2 separate regions of the Mus musculus genome follow, and region 2 is linked to region 1. The links are chromatin contacts, called in public promoter capture Hi-C maps. All regions are on one chromosome and are shown on one strand. Each heading gives the region's core, a stretch centred on a gene start, on an enhancer-like site or on the middle of the called end of the contact. The rest is flanking DNA. Distances are from core to core; before and after follow the strand shown. Region 1 holds the start of Ier5 (immediate early response 5). Region 2 holds the start of Hnrnpu (heterogeneous nuclear ribonucleoprotein U).

What was found. Promoter capture Hi-C pulls out the DNA fragments that hold promoters and counts their contacts.
Region 2: a contact with region 1 is called in a promoter capture Hi-C map of cranial neural crest. The contact joins the promoter of Hnrnpu here to the promoter of Ier5 in region 1.

The regions. Positions count from the first base shown.
Region 1 is chr1:155,097,964-155,101,075 of GRCm38.p6, reverse strand. Ier5 (immediate early response 5) reads left to right here and starts at 1,440. Exons shown (of 1, transcript NM_010500.2): 1 at 1,440-3,112. The coding sequence starts at 1,646. The coding sequence ends at 2,572.
Region 2 is chr1:178,336,417-178,339,488 of GRCm38.p6, reverse strand. Hnrnpu (heterogeneous nuclear ribonucleoprotein U) reads left to right here and starts at 1,674. Exons shown (of 14, transcript NM_016805.3): 1 at 1,674-2,536. The coding sequence starts at 1,918.

The DNA of each region.
Region 1 (3,112 bases), core at 191-2,690:
ACCCAATAAATATTTGTCAAAAAATAAAATAAAATAAAAAAGATTTTCCAAGAGAGAAAACGGAGAAGAACCTCATGCTATTACTGAACATATGTTGCTGTTGCTACATGTTATAATTATTTTCTCTCCTTCTCTATGTGGGCTGAGAATTCCTAGAAGGGAGGGACTCTGGGCTTCAGTTGTAGCAGTAATAGTGGCCAAAGTTAGCATCCCCCAAACCATCAGATCTGAAGGCATCCTGGTTGTGAACTGGCTCTTAATCAAGCCTACCTCTCACTAGTATTTCTTCCATGTAAATGGCCAAACCTATTGTAGGGTCAGGCAAACCTTTCACATAGACACCGTGTAAGCTGTGGTTAACTTTATTATTTAGATTGACTCTGAGAGTTGCCATTTATCTTCTGTGTAATAAAGAAGGTGTATCTGTGATTTCTTCATTTTATATTTGAAACTTCAGGGCCATAAGGCAATTTACAGAGCCATCAGGCACCAGTACAATCTTGTCATGGTCCTTCTGACAGGGATTTGCAAGACTCAGTGGATGGGACTACATTGACTGACCAGAAAAATTTTAGGAACCCTCCCCCCATACTTGACAAAAAACAATTTACATAATCAACATGGGAAACCAGAACTTATTTGTATTTTTAGAACTTACTAGATTTCCCCCAAAATAGATCAGTTACTTATTGTGTGTGTGTGTGGGGGGGGGGTATTAAACAAACAGACAAACAAAGAAAACCATTGTGGAGAAATAGGTAACATCTTCCATTTAAAATATGTGATAACTGAGAATCTGGGGAACGAAATGAAAGATGCCAGCTTTAGGTGAGAACAAACAACGTTGTACCTGAATTCTGTTCCTTCATAAGGCAGAAGCTTGGGTATTTCTAGAACGTTCCCTTTTGTTTGTAGTTAAATGCTGAGTATAACGCTAATGGGAAAGGGGCTAACTCCAACATAATATCTCAAATATATCGTGCTAGTTGTCATATATTGTCATCGCTTCCATTTCTGCCAAGAATGACCAGAAATTACAGCTGAAACAGCTATGAGCAGCTGGAAATTGTGTATGAAAGGAACTGAATTTTATTGTGCAGTAGATTCCAGCACACTAAACGAATGAAAGTTCCAGTCAGTGTGCTAAGGTACATCACAAAGCGGAATCCCTTACTACATACAGTTCTGTGGGCCTCGTTCTCCTCTATCAACGCCTCTGAACACAAATCCCACCGCACATGATCAATGGGCTGCCTGCAATCTCCCCCTTTAAGAGCTTGCTCCGCGGGACTAACGTTTGAACAGGCCCTGGGGCCCCTCCTCTGCCTCTGATTGGTCGGGGGCGGAGCACGAGGCACATCTGCCCGCCCAGAACGGTTAGCGGCGCTTTGTGATTGGCGTTCGAGGAGCATATATAAGGTGCAGTGTGGCCCCGCAGCGCTCAGTTTAGAGTCCGGCTCAGAACGGTTCTGTTGTCTGAAGGGAAGCGGCGGAGGGGGACTACGCGTCACCAGGTCTTTTCTCCACCGAGCTTTCAGACGCCGAGGGTACAACCACAGAGGAAGACCTGATCCCGCCTACAGCTCCTCTCGCAGCTTCAGAAGGCAAGCAGGCGTTCACCCTATCGTCTGGAAGCGAAGGCAGGATGGAGTTCAAGCTGGAGGCTCACCGCATCGTCAGCATCTCCCTGGGCAAGATCTACAACTCGCGGGTCCAGCGCGGCGGCATCAAGCTGCACAAGAACCTCTTGGTGTCGTTGGTGCTGCGCAGCGCCCGCCAAGTCTACCTGAGTGACCCCTGCCCTGGCCTCTACCTGGCTGGCCCTGCGGGGACCCCGGCGGTGCCGCCGCCTCAGCAGCCTGGAGAGCCTGTAGCCGGGCCACCCTCCGGCTGGGGAGAGCCGCCCCCGCCGGTCGCCCGTGCCGCCTGGCCGGAGCCCGAGCCTCAGCCGCAGCCTCAGCCTCAGCGTCCCTCCGTGTGCCACACGCCCGGAGCGGGAAGCTCAGAACCGGTGGCCGCGGTGGCCGGATCGGGGGAAGCTCTCCGGGGCGGAGAGGAGGACTCGGCGGCAGCTGCTTGGGGCCGCGTGGAGCGTCCGCGCGCGGCGTCTTCAGGAGGTGGCTCGGACGCGTGCCCCGAGGGGCCCCGGGCAGTGCGCCGCCCGTGCGGCTGTCCCCCGGCCGTGGAGGAGCGGTCCTCCGAGGACGGGTCCCCCGCGCCACCCGCCCCGTGTCCCAGGAAGCGTGGCGCAGCGGGAGTGGGTGGCGGCCGCGCGAGCTGCTCGGCACCCGGCTCTACCCCTCTCAAGAAGCCGCGCCGGAACTCGGAGGAGCAGCCAGTCACCGGCGAGGACGACACCGACGAGGAGATGGAGACCGGGAACGTGGCAAACCTCATCAGCATCTTCGGGTCTAGCTTCTCGGGACTCCTACGGAAAAGCCCCGCAGGCGGCCGAGAGGAAGAGGAGGCGGAGGAGGGCGGCCCGGAAGCCGCCGAGCCGGGGCAGATCTGCTGCGACAAGCCGGTGCTGAGAGACATGAGCCCCTGGAGCACAGCCATCGTGGCCTTCTGAGCCCCCGGGACCCGAGTGGCTGGAGCTTGAGCAGCGGGAGTCCCCGAAGTGCGGCCGGGGCCTCTCCCGGCCGCGAGGACGAGCCGAGACCGTAGGCGCTGGGCGCGTAGGGGAGACTGGTTGCTGCCGGGCAGCACATCGCCCCAGAAGGGGCAGCCCGGCTGGGCCGTGGCTCTCGAGTCTCATCCTGAGACCTAGAGTTGGAGGCTTATTGGAAGAGGACGATCGATCGTTAACTTTTGTATCTGTGTGTGTCCGTGTGTAAGTTTGTCTTGTGTTGAGACTGTTCTGTGATTCTGGAATGCACCACCCCTTCCCCGGGGCTTGAGACTTTGGGGGTGCAGACAGGGACTTTCCTCTGCCAGCAGCACAGAAAAGGAAGCTGCAGAAAGGCTCGAGGAAGGGGAGTTCCCCGTTCGATCTTGGGGGAGAGAGGGACTTTACACACACCTCTCTCTCATGAAAGCTACGACCGCACCGGGGCGCGGAGTGGCGTTTTCTCACAGGATTTCCTCAGACTAGAGGGAGTTCGTCTGGAGT
Region 2 (3,072 bases), core at 425-2,924, about 23 Mb before region 1:
TAAACAAATCATTTTATTAATTGGTTAAATTATATTGGACAGATAGGTTTCATTTCTGTACCGTTAAGTTTCAGATGAACAGGAGGAATACAGGGACCACAGCTTTACTGCCAGAGCACCAGTGCACCAGTATATATAGTTTCACATTTTGGTGTGCTTGGTTTTTGTAAAGACAGGGTCTCAGGTATCTCCTACTGGCTTTGAACTTTTGTAGCCAAGGATGACAATGAATTTTATTGACTGAGTTGCTTAGTTGCTTAGCTTGAGACAGGGTTTCTTTGTGTAGCTCTGGCTGTCCTGGAACTGGCTTCATAGACAGGGTGGGGGTGGGGGTGAGGGGATGGGGGTGGGTGGGTGGGGTGCCTCTGCTTCCTGAGCGCTGGAGCCAAACTTGGGTGTCACCACTGCCTGCCTGGCTGACACTGAATTCTTGATCATCTTACCTGTATCTCCCAAGTGTTGAAATTATACACATGTACCACCAAGCATAGCTTGGGTGCAATCTACACAGGAAGGCCCCAGTGTAGAAATTAAATTCTATATAAAAGTTTCAAGAACACAACATATTTAATGCCAGAAAACAAATCATAATTTTTTTTCTTTTCTTTTTTGAGATAGGGTCTGGTATTCAACCCAGATAAGCCTGGAATTTACTAAGTAGCCCAGGCTAGCTTTTAACTCTTGATACTTCTGCCTCACTCTGCCAAGTAATAGAACTACAGGTGTTTTCTTTTTTTACTAAATCCCAGCCTTTTGTTACTACCAGTTTGTAGACAAGTCAGCAGGTATACAAACATGTTTAGAGTGGCTGAAAAAACAGGGAGAGGATCAAAGTGCATAATCTAGCTGGGTGCTGGCTGTCTTCCTCATCTGTAATTAAAGGGTCTCCAAACTGGTGGATCAGATTTGCAGGGGACAGAGGCCTATCTTTATAGTACAACGAGGGGAACTTCCATGAAAATCTAAGGCTTACTCAAAGGTCAATAGAAAATACGGTGAGTAGCAACACAAGGCCCGCTCTATATGGCTGTTAGGCATGGTGGAGTACAGCAAGCCTCTTTCCCAAACCTTGCACCACTGGTTGGGGAAGAGACAAAAGAAAGGCTCTGGCCTCGCCCTTGCGGAACTTAAAATAAGTCCGACTGGCAAGGCAGGACTTGTAAAATTTAAAAACGCAGTTAAATGGTGGAAAAACTAAACAAAACACCACCTTTGCATAACAATCGCCTATGGGTGTTCTACAGGGCAGCGGTGGAAACTTGAAGAGTTTTTTAAACCTAGAGCCGGAGGGACAAAAAAAAAAACAAAAACCAAAACAAAAAAAAAAAAACCCAAGAAACAACAACAAAAAAAACAACCCGAAAACCAAAAAACTAAACTAAGATGGAAGAAAGGAGGTTGTTCTCGAGTGGAAAATGCCAGGTGAGGACTGAAGGCGGGTGGAGGAGAGCCTCCGCCAGGACACAGAAGGCAGAGCGCCGGTGGAGCGCGGCGGCTCAAGAGCCGGAAAGGCCGGCGGCCACTGCGGCGGGTCCGTTTAACCGAAAGGTGGCTTCTAAGAGCCTCCATTTGCGCGGTCCGGCCCAGCGCGGAGGTCGCGCAGTGGGGGCGGGGCGGGGCCTGCGCGCGCAGCCGCTCTAGCGGGCCTCGCCTCGGCAGGGGGCGGGGCGCCTATATTACGTGCGCGGCGCCGCCCCTGCGAGAGGACGTTGCGTGCTCGCTCGCGCCGGGCGAGTCTCCGCGTCTTGCCTCGCGAACTCGGTGAAAGGAATTGGCGCCGTTCGACACCAGGCGGGTCCGTTCTGCAGCAGCACTCAGCCATCTCCAGCCGCAGCCGCCGCCCGGGCCGACCAGCAGCAGCCGCCGCCGCCACAGGCCGAGGGAGCCAGCAGTCAGCGGGGAACCGGGGCCCTCAACATGAGTTCTTCGCCTGTTAATGTCAAGAAGCTGAAGGTGTCGGAGCTGAAGGAGGAGCTCAAGAAGCGGCGCCTCTCCGACAAGGGCCTCAAGGCCGATCTCATGGATCGACTCCAGGCCGCGCTGGACAACGAGGCAGGAGGCCGCCCCGCCATGGAGCCCGGGAACGGCAGTCTCGACCTAGGTGGCGATGCGGCCGGGCGCTCGGGAGCGGGCCTAGAGCAGGAGGCCGCGGCTGGCGCCGAAGACGACGAGGAGGAGGAGGGCATCGCCGCTCTGGACGGCGACCAGATGGAGCTGGGCGAGGAGAACGGGGCGGCGGGGGCGGCTGACGCCGGCGCGATGGAGGAAGAGGAGGCAGCGTCGGAAGACGAGAACGGCGACGACCAGGGCTTCCAGGAGGGGGAAGACGAGCTCGGCGACGAGGAGGAGGGCGCGGGCGACGAGAACGGTCACGGGGAGCAGCAGTCCCAACCGCCGGCAGCGGCGGCGCAGCAGCAGCCTTCCCAGCAGCGTGGTGCCGGCAAGGAGGCCGCGGGCAAGAGCAGCGGCCCCACCTCGCTCTTCGCGGTGACGGTGGCGCCGCCAGGGGCGAGGCAGGGCCAACAGCAGGCGGGAGGTAAGAAGGCGGAAGGTGGCGGGTGAGTGTTGCGTGATGGGTGCGCGTGGCGGTGGGGACCGTGCCCCAGGCCTGCCGGGGCCCCTCGGGGCGAGCGCCGCGGGAGGGTGGGGGCGGGGGAGCCCCGGGAGGCTCTGCTCGCCATGCCGGCGGCGCCTCCATTATGTATGTCGGGCGCCGGGGTGGGGGGAGCGCTGCAGCTGCCGCGGTGGGGGGGCCGGCCGGGCGGGAGCGCCGGCCGCTGGGGCGCTGCGTGCGCGCGGTCCGGGCACATGTCGGCGGTGGGGGGAGGGGAGAAGCCCGAAGGTCCCGGAGCGGGCGGGCTTTGGCGGCTTAGCGCCGCGGTATTGTGCAAGGAGCGCAGGGGCTCGTGGTGACGTCACTTCCGGCGGCAGGCGCGGGGAGCGGGGCGGAAGCTCAGTACAATGCGGCGGCGGGGCACGCGGGCTCGTGTGGGGGAGGGGAGGTGGGCCCAGGCTTCCCCCCCCCTCGTTTGAGCGCGGCCGGCGCACGTGGGCCCGGGCGGTGTCCCGCTT